Linked DNA regions of Mus musculus: region 2 is linked to region 1. A link is a contact called in public promoter capture Hi-C data. All regions are on one chromosome and are shown on one strand. Each heading gives the region's core, a stretch centred on a gene start, on an enhancer-like site or on the middle of the called end of the contact. The rest is flanking DNA. Distances are from core to core; before and after follow the strand shown. Region 1 overlaps Lrrc9 (leucine rich repeat containing 9). Region 2 has its middle 13 kb from the start of Ppm1a.

What was found. Capture Hi-C pulls out chosen DNA fragments and counts their contacts.
Region 2: a promoter capture Hi-C map of liver shows a contact between it and region 1. The contact joins two enhancer-like sites. A contact is called at or near these places in 1 of 115 datasets of contacts at active chromatin or transcription factors (embryonic stem cells) and 2 of 9 other capture datasets (adipose tissue and liver).

The regions. Positions count from the first base shown.
Region 1 is chr12:72,484,606-72,491,541 of GRCm38.p6, reverse strand. Lrrc9 (leucine rich repeat containing 9) reads right to left here. Exons shown (of 32, transcript NM_001142728.1): 22 at 5,151-5,371; 23 at 4,425-4,547. Among named protein-coding and RNA genes, the nearest start is that of Lrrc9, 46 kb to the right of the region's middle. Within about 2 kb of position 1,386, at least 51 of the 459 cell types and tissues checked have an H3K27ac peak or open chromatin away from gene starts, as enhancers often do. A contact at or near this core is called in liver, where this site is marked.
Region 2 is chr12:72,744,422-72,751,547 of GRCm38.p6, reverse strand. No RefSeq gene overlaps it. Among named protein-coding and RNA genes, the nearest start is that of Ppm1a, 13 kb to the left of the region's middle. Within about 2 kb of position 1,832, at least 49 of the 459 cell types and tissues checked have an H3K27ac peak or open chromatin away from gene starts, as enhancers often do. A contact at or near this core is called in liver, where this site is marked.

The DNA of each region.
Region 1 (6,936 bases), core at 137-2,636:
TGGGATAACCCCTCACCCCAAAGCCTTACCCAGACTTCCTTGCATTCTGTACTCTCTCTCTCTCTCTTTTTTTTTAGACAGCCTTACAAATGCTTTCAGTTTAACTGTCAGCTCTTTTCAAGCTGTTTCTGACTCTTAAAAAGAATGTGGATTAAATTTCTATATCCAAATTTAGTCTATGATTTCAACCGCCTGCTTGATATTTCCAGTCAGATAATCAAATGTGTCATGAGATGTAATTCGTCTGAAAGTCTCCTCCCTGGAAGTTGCCTCTCTTCTATTTTATTGGGGCCTGTTTATTGTTACAGTAGTCTTGGTGACTATAACTATCAGGGATCTGTTGGTGCTCATTAAGGGAAATCTATTTCCTCCTAGTCAAAAGCATGGACTCAGCCTCTGGCTTGAATGTAGAGACCTGACATACTATTGTTTCCTCGGTGGGAGTGGGTGGGTGAGCTCCCTCATAGAAGCAGGAGGTGGGGATGAGATAAGGGGTTTGCAGAGGAGAAACCGGGAAAGGAGAGGACATTTGAAATGTAAATAAATAAAATACCAATTAAAAAGAATGAAGGGGCGGAAAAGGGCTAATTCACCAGAACCTGTCAATTACCTTCTCAAGGCCTCACCTCTCAGGAAGGTTTATTCATTCAAAGCTGTGCTGAAGCACTGGGAGGAATAATTTTCCCCTTAGTGAGATAATGTGCTTTTTCTTCAGCCTATCTCCCCCAGTGTGGTCACCCATGGATCCATCACTGTGCTGATCTTTTAAGGTCTAGCCACCAGAACAGTATAACTTTCTCTTTTTCTTTTACCAAAGCCTAAACATGTTTTCTCTAGCATCATGGGTCTTCTTACTACCCTCTGAAGCTACTTCCTTTGTCTTGTACCTACTTGCTGCCATGTGACAGGCTGCTGACCCAACTCAAGGCAAGACTTTCTCTCTTCCTTCCTTTCATATACCTTTCCCAATGGCTGCCAAGATCTATAACTTGCTTGCCCTGCTGTTTCCTCTTAAACATTAGTAAAATTGACCTTAAGCTTCCTAGTGAGTTTCGTTTATGAAGGCCAAGAATCCAAAGAGGTAGTAAGCCCAAGCCCCTCTTTAACACTTGTATTGTAGTTGCAAACTCTGTAGACATTAACACCTGACTCCCTAGCATAACTGTAGTCATTTTCGTTTCATGCCTGCCAGCCATTTCATATTGTTGTTGTAATGCTGACATAGAAAATTCTTTCTGGAAGGTCAGACTGACCACATATCCTGTTATGTTCTCAGCTTTGCTATTTTTTTGGGCAATTTCACAATCACAGGCTCCACTTAGGACCAATCAAATTCAAGGTCAGTTACAACTATTTTGTTTAGCTAGCCAAAATAGCTTGCGCCACCCTGAAGCTACGTATGAGCTCATTGCAGTGTTTGCCTTTATAAACTGGCCCTGAGAAACATTCAAGGTCTCAGTCTTAGCTCCTGAGTCTATGCTATGCCCTGATAGATCAGTCTTGGTGTGGGTGTTCAATGTTCTTGTTTGACTGAGACCAGGGTCTGAGTGGTTTGTGGGGGGATTCCTGGACCCCAGCAGTAGGTATCTTTTCATGTTTGCTGTGTATGGCTGATAAATTCTGTCAGTTTCTCCCAGAATTTCTCCTGTGCAATACCAACTCGGCCGAACCCTGCTTAGCTTACAAGCTTAGATGAGCACAGACACATTTTGGGTGGTGTGACTGAAGAGGCCCCATTGCTTTTCATAAGTCTCAGTTTTCTGCTTTTATTTATTTATTCATTTGTTTTGTTTTTATGTTTGTTTTTTGATATGGGGCTGCTCTACATAGCCCTGGCTGTCTTGGAACTTACTATATAGACTAGGCTGGCCTCAAACTCACAGAGATCTGCCTGCCTCTGCTAGGATCTGCTGGAGTGCTAGGATTAAAGGCATGCATCATCACTGCCCAGCCATCTTTCTATTTTTAAAGTCACCTCCTTCTGGTCCAGTTTCTCATTATTTGTTCCTGGTATATTTTAGTAATCTTCTTTGCTGCCATAAATACTGCTATTAGATGAGAATTCTTAATACACAGTTCTAGATATGTAATTACACTCCTGAAAACTATTCGACATATTCTTGTTCTCTTTAATTTGAAGTCTAATTCTTCAGCCTGGTCTTCATACCCCATTATTAATTCACAGATTTGTAACCCCATTCCACAAAGAACTTAGAGCAGCTTACAGGAAGCATGTAAGAAAACAATAAAAGCACAAATAATACATGATGAAGAAGATCAAGACTAAGGACAAGGTAAGTTAAGCCAGGCAGTGGTGGCACACACCTTTAATTCCAGCATTCAGCAGGCAGAGGCAGGCAGAACTGTGAGTTAGATGTAAGCCTAGTCTATAGAAGGAGTTCCAGGATAGTCAGGGGGGTTACACAGAGAACATGGAGAAACCCTGTCTCAAAAGCAAACAGACAGACAAACAAACAAACAGACAGACAGACAAACAAACTCAACAAGAACAACATAAATTAGAACAGATTAAAAACTAGGGTTAGAGACAGGGAGAATGTAATGTCCTATAGAATTTCTATTATTGTATCATAAAATTGGCCCTGAGCTTTTGCGATGCTAAAATGAAAAAGGAAATACATAATATTTACAGTTAGTGAACAGAACAAGACCTTTTCCCCCTACATTTATGTATTTTCTAAATGTATTTTCTCATGACACCTTTCAAATGAGGGCAGTTAATAAGAAGGACAAGAGCTTCAACATATATAGAATGCATGCAATACGAGTTATGTAAGACTATGCACAAGAATCCACCTTTACCACCAGATCCAGACACTATTGCAGATGCCAACAAGATTTTGCTGACAGGAGCCTGACATAGCTGTCTCCTGAGAGGTTCTGCCAATGCCTGACAAATACAGAAGTGGATGCTCACAGTCATCCATTGGACAAGCACAGGGTCCCCAGTGAAGGAGCTAGAAAAAGTACCCAAGGAGCTGAAGGGGTTTGCAGCCCCATAGGAGGAACAACAATATGAACTAACCAGTACCTTCAGAGTTCCCTGGGACTAAACCGCCAATCAAAGAAAACATATGGTGAGACTTGTGGCTCTAGCTGCATATGTAGCAGAGGATGGCCTAGTCAGTCATCAATGGGAGGAGAGGCCCTTGGTCCTGTGAAGGTTCTATTTCCCAGTATAGGGGAATGCCAGGGCCAGAAAGCAGGAATGGGTGGGTTGGGGAGCAGGGGGAATGGGAAAGGGATAGGAGATTTTCGGAGGGGAAACTAGGAAAGGGGATAACATTCGAAATGTAAATAAAGACAATATCTAATAAAAAAAGAAGAAGAAATCCACCCTTAGTGACTGAATGAGCGCAAAATGCACACTTCTGAAGAATTTGCATTTATTGGAATGGGAGGTTTTATTGAAAAGCGTGCGATTAGTAATCTCTCCAGAGTGTCTCAGAGTATTAAACCACCAGGAGTTGTCTTTCCATTTTCTAGAAAATTTGATGTACATTTTTATTTGATGAGAGCTAGATAATATTACACTGGGAAACTGCACCCTGCATAGGATTTTTGGGCACTTATCCTGTTACACGGAGCCTGGGAGTCCCTCATGAACACCTTGGGTTTTCTATTTACAATTTTAAAAGTAATCTTGCTATACTATCTTTGTGGGTTCAAATATCTTCCATAATTGCCAACACTGTATTTCCCCAGGAACTTAGAAACAGTTCTGAAGCCTAAGAGGATGACGGTGCTCTGGTGTGGCCTTCTACTCTGCCTCATGGAATTGTGCCTTGTCAGCTGCAGCGTTTATTAGAGATTCAACCCAGACCTTCACACACCAGGAAATGACTCAACACTAAGCTTCGCCTCCAGTTGCTGCTCTTTACTGAAAAGGCTCTTTTTTGTTTTGAGTGTCTGTGGTACAGGTGTGTGTATATGGAGGTCAGGGAATGATCTTAGGCACTGGTCTTGCCTTTTTATCTTGTTGTTCAGAGCTAAGTATAGCAGGCTACCTGCCCAAAGCCTCTGAGGATTCTTTTGTTTCTGCTTCCCATCTCACATAGTATCTAGGGATAAGATGCAAAGCTCAGTGCCTCGCGATTGTGCTATGGGCTCCTGACCTGCTGAGCTCACTCCTCAGTCTGGAGACACCAAATCCTTCTCCTCCTCGTATGAAAAGGTAAACACCATCTTTCCTCTCTGCCTCAAGTTAAGACCATTAAGAATTGGCTAGGTAAAAGAGTTGTAAAATCCAGAACAAAAAAGAGCTTTGGAGAAGTAGATTTTAATAAGCATGGTGGGGTTCAGTATAATACTAGAGAAAAATCAATATTCAAAATGCTTATGACCTGGATTATACAAATATATGCACTGTGGATCAAATGTTATGATTCATAAAAACAACTTACAATTGAGACTCCATCCAAGGCTTTCAGTTCTGGAAGATGAAATATTACAAAGAACCGGTAGTTTTCTTGGTTCCATATAATAATGTTTCCATACATGTCTAGAATGACCAAGTTGCATAAACCCTAGACAATGAGAATACATTCAACTTATGTACATATGCAAATCATACCCCATCAAGTTATATTCCCAGAGGTTAGACAACCTTGAATTTTAATATTTCAATTATATCATATATATAATTATATCTATCATAGAATGAGTGTTCGTGGAAAATAAGGTAGTCTCAGAAAAACAAATACTATGTGCTTTCGCTCAGGCTTGGAGCCAGTGGAGAGAATTTCACTCATACACGGAGCTAGTGGAGAGAAAGGCCATGAAGGTAGAAGGGGAATATTGTGGGTGGGAAGAGGAGGAGGAGGAGGAACAGGAGGCTGGGGCAGTAAAGGGGTAGGGATATGATCAAAGCAACTGTATGTGCCGTGTAAATGTCATAATGAAACAAATTACTTTGCACCATTAAGTATGCTGATAAAAAGTTATCCCATACTTGTATCAGATGGCTGTCATTTGTACATTTACATAAATGAATGCAAATATATTTCAATAAACCTTGTTATTTGATTTTCTTCCTTATAGTTTCAACACACTCTGTGCAGTGAGCAAGGCTCCCATAGCAAGCACAGTAAATGCTATTGCACGCAGAACACCACAGCCCAGGCGGTCACCTTTAAGTTGTAGATCTCCTGGTTCACAGCTATGTAGTTGTTGCTTATGTACAACTCGATCAGAGTGAAGGTCTTCTGTAACGCGCTCAGAGATGTGATCCTGTTGTTCTCCAGAGAGAGGGAGTGAAGGTGAAGCAGGTTATCAAACGTGTGCTTCTCCAGGCCCGTGAGAAGGTTGTTGTTCATGCTGAGGCGGCTTAACTTTGTCAGCCTGGTGATGCCTAGAAAATCAGCAAAGCCAAGGAGAGACTCAGACCAGACGGCAGGTTAATTTCAAACAGAATAAGCTAGCCACTGTACCGATGCTCCTTGTGTAAATCATTTTTGTGTGTGTGTGCTTCAGAAGGACAGAGTCATGTGGAGCAAGTTCCACTCATGCGTCAAATTTTGATTTTGGATTTCTAAGTAGATTCATTTTTTCTTAGGTGTTAAAGAAAGGCATTTTTTTTTACCTTTGTACTCATTCATTTAATAAACATGGGGTCAGAAGCAGGTGGTCACCCAAAGCAACATCCTCAATAGTTATGTCTGGAGAGCTTCAACTTTGATGACTCAACCAAACCCCAAGAGTTCAGAGGGAATACAATACCAACCTTCATTTATACCTGGAACCCAGGTATAAAGAAAGGCATTTTATAGGTAACAATTTCTCCTTCAAAAATAAAAATAAAAAATATAATAGCTACTAGATCTCACTTTAAAACACTAAAGATTAGAAACCAGAGTATACCACACTGTAAATTATGGAATCAGCCGTAGTAATGACAACCATTTTCCCCCATTTGTCACAATATATGCCTAAAGTTGTTTTTAGAATGAAGTTCAAAAGCTGGCTATTCCCAGCAGAATCTAGCCCTAATGTTTGTTTACAGTGGGGAAGCGTTCAGGCATGAGAGAGCAGGTGAAAGAGGGGGCATTTGTCTTTTTCTTTTTAAAGCTGTCTCAGACAGCTGAGTGCCAGGGTTACTGAGTCACCACACAGATGGCTCAAAGAACTTTGGAATTAGTTATCATCAAATGTGTGACCCAGAGCCACAGGTAAGTGGTACAACAACTCCATTTCCTCATCCATAACAGGGACGTGTGAAAGCCCACCTCGAAGAGGCTACAGAATTAAGTATAATTGTTTCTAGGAAGGGAGACTATGAGACAGGCTAGAGAAGGTTTCTTTCAATTTCTTTCCATTAAAGGCACCAAGTAAGAGTTGGGACAGAATCCAGGACAGCTGTAGAACATGTAATTTAGTGTGTTTCAGAGCATTGCTGTGTAAAGGCTGGGCTTTTAGATGCAGTAAGCAGAACCCCATGCTGTCTGAAGAATCTAGGATAGCTGCTGAGGGGAGGAGACTTCACTTCATTCTCTGGCATAGAATCAATGTTCTGATGTTAAACTTTAAACAGTCAAAATGCACTCATGTTGTTATGACTGAGACCTTAGTAAAGAAGATTGGTTGGTTTGGAAGTGGAGACATAGAAGATGTCTACAGGATTTTTTCATTTTCACTTTCTTTCCTTTCCTTTCTTTTCTTTTCTTTCTTTTTTTTTTTTTTTTTGGTATACATAAAATTTTACCATTTGTTAAGGGCAAAATTTTATAAAATGATGAACATTGTACTTTTTAAAAAATTAAACTAATAAAATTTATTTTAAAATATACATCTCAGTATTGACATTTTTAAAGTCATCAAAATAATTTATAGTAGTTAAATGCCTCTTAAACATACATGATAACATCTGAAGCTAAAAGTAATATGCACTCAACCAGTTTTTAAAAATTTATTTGGAAC
Region 2 (7,126 bases), core at 583-3,082, 260 kb before region 1:
GGGGATTCTAAAAACTGCCATTCAAAAGCCTTTTAAACGTATTGGAGTCAGAAAGGCTACATCTTGTCCACCATAAGAGATCTGAGTTCAAGGGCCACCTCTGATGTGACTAGGGGTGGACAAGTTGTTTAACCTTTCTCAAGCCCGATGTCCTCATCTGGAACAGAGATTAGTCCTCTGGTCACAGATAAGATCCTACCACATTGTACCTGATCTGAGAGCTGGGAGGTAGAATTGCTATTTTAAGCTCATGTGAATGGGACATTTTAAATAACAGCGATAGCATGATAAAGCGAAGATCCTCTATTGTAAGTCCCATTGCAGCTGCCAGGTAGAGGACCCAAATCACTCTTTGCAAGGCTCTTTAGCTTAGTGAAGGCCCATGGAGTGAGCGTTCTGTAGACCTCCACTTACCCCACCACTACTGGCCCACGTTTGTGTTTTCCCCTTTGTGCCATCTGTATCAAAGGTCCCATTTGGTTTTGGGTCTAAACTTTAGACTCCTAGATACTCCAGGTCACTCAGTAAAGGGAAATAGATTTCAGCATTACCTAGATCAAGAGAAAATAATCAGGGTCAATGCAGAAGGAGATAGATAGCACTATAAACAGAGCAAAGTAGGCCCACACAGAGTCAGGGTCGATGAAGGAACAAAGGACAGGTTACTTGGCATGGATAGTCAGAGTATGTCTGTCAGAGGAGGAGGCTGGCAGCTGAGCTGGCCTGAATGACAGAGGAAAGCAGCCATGTGATGTCTGGAGGAACTATCTCAACAAGGTCAAAGGCCCAGGAGTGGGAGTGAATTTGGCATGTCCAGGAATAGATGCCAGTCTGGGATGTCTGGGGCACGCTGATGGAAGGAGTATGTATGTGGTGATAGATGGGGGCAAAGGGGCAATAATAAAAAGTTTCCCATAGGAATCACTTTAGGGGTGTTAGGGTGTTTTGTTGTTGTTGTTGGTGGTGGTGGTGGTGGTGGTGGTTTTGTTTTTGTGATTTCTTGTTTTTTGGTTTTGGGGGGTGTTGTTTGTTTTTGCTTTTGAGGGATGGCATGATCCAACTTCTATTTTGCTCTCCTGTATCATAGGAAATAGATCTTTAGGAAAACAAAAGCAAAAGCACAAAGGAAAAAAAATCTTTTAATGTCAATTCTATTTGTCATTAAAGAAAAGGAGAAAATAGTTTCCTGCAGGAAGTGATCGCACTTTGGCTGTGAGGCTGTAGCCTTTTCAAAGCTCTGTTTTACCGGGGCTCAGGATTCTATTTTCTGGAAGCTATATTTGGATACTTCTGCCAATGACTCATCAAGTAACCTTTCTTAGGAAACTAGCAAAATGTAGCAAGGATGAGTACCTCCTAGGAAATGCCGGGTTAAGTATAGAGAAGGCAGAGGCACACTTGAGGAGTTCAGCTGCTTATTCTTGCAACAATCTCACTACTTAGACCGTTTACATTTGCTCTCAATATAAACCTGATGGCTGAAGAAAATTATTTGCCGGTTAATTTCTATCTCATGCTCTCTAGTGAGGATGATACCGAAGCTGTCCTCACACAAGACCCTGTGGAAGGAAAAGCTTTAACCCATGGGAAGCAAGTTGCCTTGGCATGTGTTGTTGAAATATGTCAAAGCAAACAAACAAACAAAAAACAAACCTCAAGCACAAACCTCAGTAACAGTCTGAGGAGCCCAGGACAGAACAGTCATGTGTGTGTGCCTTGTCGCCTTCATCCAATTTAGTGATGAAATTTTACTCTACAGCCAGGCCTGTAATTCCAGCATCAGGAGGCTGAGACAAGAGGATTCAAGTTCAAGGCCAACATAGACTACAGGGTGAGTTTGAGGCCAGCCAGAGATGCAATAGAGAACATCTGCTTCAAAGCAAAGCAATACAAAACATTGCCCTCCGCCATGTGGGTAAAAACTATGATTATTAGACCTTTTATAGTTAGTCATTAAAATCAGCCAAGATATATTTCACAATAGAATCAGTAGAGCTGTTCTGTGGAATCCTGGATTAAGCTCAGCCAACACAACAGGTAGTGTCACTAATAAGTATTTCACTCTAGGAAGAATGATCTCTTGTTTAAATCAAGCACTGACTAAGCGCCTATGGGTCAAACACCATTAAATAGGAAAGGATACACAAATATACTGTAATGCCCTTTTTTAAATCACGCTTTAGCCTCATCAATGCTATTGCTGTTTTTTTTTTTTTCCAATTCCAAATTCTTGAATATTTAGTAAAGTATAGGAATCTGAACTTTTCTTTAAACTACTTCTATACCAGCCAGGAAGGCAGCAAAAGAACTGATCTTTGTCCAAGTAGGCAACACACACACACACACACACACACACACACACACACACACACACACCACTCTTTTGTGTCGTCAATCACAAGAGCTTAGAAAGGCCAGAGGGAACAGTGTGAGTCCTTGGGGCATGCAATGCCAAAAGAAAAGTTTTGGCTCAGTTTGGCTCAACAGAGTCCCAGTGACTTATACTGCCTGGTGAGTCATGTGTCATATCTGGATTATGTACCCATAAACACTGGTTCGGGGGCGGTCAGACCATCATCACAGATCCATTCCTCCTGAAACTGAAATACATGCAACGCACACCCCAGACAGGCTGTAAAACTTCTCTTGCCTTTCACTGAGCTTCTCAAAGGCACTGTTAGGAAAAGGTATTTAAAAGCCACACTAAGTGACCTGCATGGTGGCTCAGCGGGCAAAGGTCCCCGTTGACAAGTCTGAAGAACTGAGTTTGATGGTTGGGATCCATGAGGTAGAAGGGAGAAAATCAGTTTCCATAAGTTGTCCTCTGATCTATGCACGCACCCTCACACCCCACACAAGCACCCATGCACACACACACACCATGTAACAAAAGTAAAAGCCATGATGTTCCATGACATCTTAGATCCTTTTGTCTATTTCATATCAAGTAAAAGACTACAAAGCGAGTCCTCTATGAAAGGTTTGAGGTCATGTGAGTCACAGTCCTTGACATCTGAGATGAATTAGGCTAAACACCATGCACACCATGACAGTACAAACCCGTGACCACTTCCTGCCTGTCAGAACTTAAGAATCTTTATGGATCATTTACTTAATTGTGCCAATAACTATGCAAAGTAAGTGTTGTTGTTACTTCTGCTTTATAAATGGCAACGAGAAGCCACCTGTCAACTCTGTAAAGCAAGAGAGTAAATCAAGATTTAAAGTGAATAGGGGGGCTGGTGAGATGGCTCGGTGGGTAAGAGCACCCGACTGCTCTTCCGAAGGTCCAGAGTTCAAATCCCAGCAACCACATGGTGGCTCACAACCATCCGTAACAAGATCTGACTCCCTCTTCTGGTGTGTCTGAAGACAGCTACAGTGTACTTACATATATACATAAATATATATATACATACATAAATAAAAAGTCTTTAAAAAAAAAAATAAATAAAGTGAATAGGGGCCGGGCGTGGTGGTGCACGCCTTTAATCCCAGCACTTGGGAGGCAGAGGCAGGTGGATTTCTGAGTTCGAGGCCAGCCTGGTCTACAAAGTGAGTTCCAGGATAGCCAGGGCTATACGGGCTATACAGAGAAACCCTGTCTCCAAAAACAAACAAACAAATAAAACAAATAAACAAAACAAAACAAAAAGATTCCTGGAACTGGAGTTAAAGTTAATTGTGAGCTGCCATGTAGGTGCTAAGAATCGAACTCGGGTCCTCTGGAGGAGTAGCAAGTGTTCTTAGTCATTGAGCCTTCTCTCCATCCTTGTAACCCACCTTTCCAATGTCCTCATTGAGTTATTTGGTAAATGTCTTTCTCTTTTCCTTCATCTCTTCCTTCCTTTTTGTCTTTCCTTATTTATGTTGATATACATACATGGGTGCCTTTGTGTATGTAGCAGCCAGAGGTCAAAAACTGGGTCTCTTCTTCAGTTGCTCTCCTCCTTACTGTTTTGAGACAGGAGCTCTTATTGAATGGGGCTTACCTAGGCTGACTAGCAATGAGCCCCAGGGATTCTTCTGTCTGTCTCACTGGCTTTGGAGAGTTACAGGAACATATTGCCACATCCTTTAAAACAAACGAAAACTAACCTAGCCTTTTAGGGTCTCACTATGTATCCCTGGCTGGCTTGGAACTCCATATGTAGACCAGGTTGGCCTAGAAACTCAATATATAGAGCAGGTTGGTCTGGACTCAGAGATCTGCGTCTTGAGTGCTGGCACTAAGTCATGGGCACCACACCTGGCAATCCTCACTCGTCTTTTTATGGAGGTGCAGGGGATATGAACTGAGGTCCTCTTGCCTGCACAGCAAGCATTGCTGACCAAGCCATCTCTCAGGTCCCCCTGATTCATGTCTTTCTTTTGTTTCTTTCTTTTGCAAGTTCAAGCAACTGCTTCTGCATTGGAGCACATTAATTCGGGCAATGCTTCCTAAGCCATTTGGCTCTGAATAAAGTACCTCTGAATCACCATGTTTTGAATCACCTGTGGTGCCAATGTGGGCCCTGAGGACAGCCCATCCCATTAGAAGAGTTACTCATACTGGTGCCAGGTACCAATGCAAGCCTTGTCTGTCCAGCCATACACACTGTCTTTTCAAGTGAATATCAGTGACTTCTTTATAGGACCCAGACCCCCCTGTTGTCTCAACTGATGGCCCACTGGTTCATTCATTCCTTTTAGTAAGAGCTGGGGCTTAATACCAATATTTTAATACAGACTTAAGCATGAGAGTTAAGAGGTGCTCAGAAAGTAAGAAATGTGTGTGGATTTCTTTTCTTTCTTTTTTTAAAGCTAATCCTTTTTTTTCCCCTCTTTTAAAGACTTCTTTATTTATTATATGTGAGTACACTGTAGCTATCTTCAGTCACTCCATAAGAGGGCATTGATCCCATTACAGATGGTTGTGAGCCACCATGTGGTTGCTGGGATTTGAACTCAGGACCTTTGGAAGAGCAGTCCGTGCTCATAACCGCTGAGCCCTCTCTCCAGCCCACATGTGGATTTCTTAAAGAAAAGTCTCACCTCATTTGTTTATTCTGAGCTAGCTGTTTGAAACCCCTTTCATTTGTTTTCAGATAATAGCATTTCAATAGCATTTGGCTTTTCCCTCCCACTATACCTGATATTTAGTCCTTCATTTTTCCTTTCTCTTCTCCTGTTTGATGTAGATAAAGATTATCGATTCTGAATGCCTGATCATAAAGACACCAAAGATAAGAGATACTTCAGTCTAACTGGTTAGAGATGTCAGGAGGTCTATCCAAGATGTGCGATGGCTTTAAGACAATGTATTTCCTCCTTGAATTGGGTTAGTCAGGAAGATATACAAAAGGGAACAATCCCTCAGGTTCCATAAATGTACAGGATACACTTGAGGTACAGTGGGGAAGAGGTGGTACCCAGCCGGTTTTACATTGTGTAGTTACAGTAACTCAATTTCCAAGTCTTAAAAAAAAAAAAAAAAAATGAAGAAAATTTTAAAACTCAAGCAAGTTTTCTTCCCCCCTCCCTGCACCAAATTAGAAGTCCTAGGTAACAGAATCAAAGATCCAAAATGGGCAGACTAACTGGAATTTTAAAACTTCCAGAAATAGCAGGAGGTATGAAGTATAAAGATTTTTATCGCAGATATAAAGGAGGAAGCAGGCAGAGGGAAGATCCAGGCGAAAACATGGCTGGCCCACTAAACCAGACCCTTAGAGAGGAGAGGAGGTAGAGGGAGAGCGAGAAGGGCTGCTGACCCAGAGAGGTGGTTCAGGCCGAGAAGCCAAGAGGGCAGGGCAACCAAAATGGCTGAATTTATACAGTGTCAGGCTGGAGGACGAGAAGCGGAAGCACCGCCCCTGGGAGTGAAAGGTAGGGAGTAGGATGAGATGCTCAGGAAGGTGCCGCAGCCCGGAAGCCAGCAGTCGCTGCTTTGATATGTTAATAGACGCCTCGGCCGCTGGTCCCTAACAAAGATGACACAATTGCAATTTACAAAAATTAGTGTTTGGAAACGATCAAAATAACCATAGGCCATTAATTCAAACTTTTGGAGGCTGTATCGTAACTAAAGGTTACGATAACTAACCTAACGTAACTAAAGGTAACTCTGGGGAAATCTTGAGTTTTCTCAAGTGAGATTCTCATTTGTCCACTGATCTTGCCACTTCCTCCTTTCCGATCCACTCTTTCCACTCTAGTAATCCACAGAACTCTTCATCAGAGGAAAACATTTACACAGCCCATGAAAATAAAGCCTAGCGGAAAGGGGGACCCTGATACCATCTGTATTCCCTGAGAAAAACTGGGCCAAAAAAATGTGATTATGAGATTTCCTGAGTCATCGGGACCTGCTGGGATCTGCTAAAGAATTTCCCGGGCCAGCACACTATTGACTTACAAAACAGGATTTTCTCACTTTTATAAGACATTTCCATTTGTAATGACTTCGCTAAAGATTAGCTCTTAAAACAGGAACTCACACTTGACCTTTCACAGGGGCCCTGTTATAGCTCAGCTATATAGAAATATAAAGCTCACGGTGAGAAACCGTTTTCCTTATCAAAGGTAGCAAGCCTGGCAAGGGCTTGTATTTCCTTCCCCTTCCCTTTTGCTACGTTAGCCAATCACCTCAGATCGTGAAGTGGCGCTTCCTTCAATGGAGGGAGACTCAGATACCATCTCCTTTAGGGATAAAAGAAGGAAGGCATTTTGGCCCCCTTGTTCTCCCAAGCCTGGCTTAGGCTCTGGTGCATACTTTTTACAAGAGGAGTTGCCATGCCGAGCCTCTTTCCCTTCGTTTGAGTATTATTTTATGCAACATCAAGGTTGCTCTTTGTTTCTACCTTGCTTTTAAGAGGTACCTGTCTCTCACGCTGTCTCTGTTGTTAAACGTAATGAACAACATCTCAAGCCTTCAGAGGTTTTGCATCTTTATGCTTTGGTCTCCTTTATTCCCCATGCCCCAGGTGCCACCTTTCCAAGCCCAAGACAGCCCAGCCCAGCTTCCTTCTTCCCTGTCCTTCATTACCCCACACATCACCTTCCTTAACATCTTTCTCCCATTCTCATGATCCCTTTTCTAGCTCCAGAGTCTAGAGACATAAATGCAGACACATATATATATAAT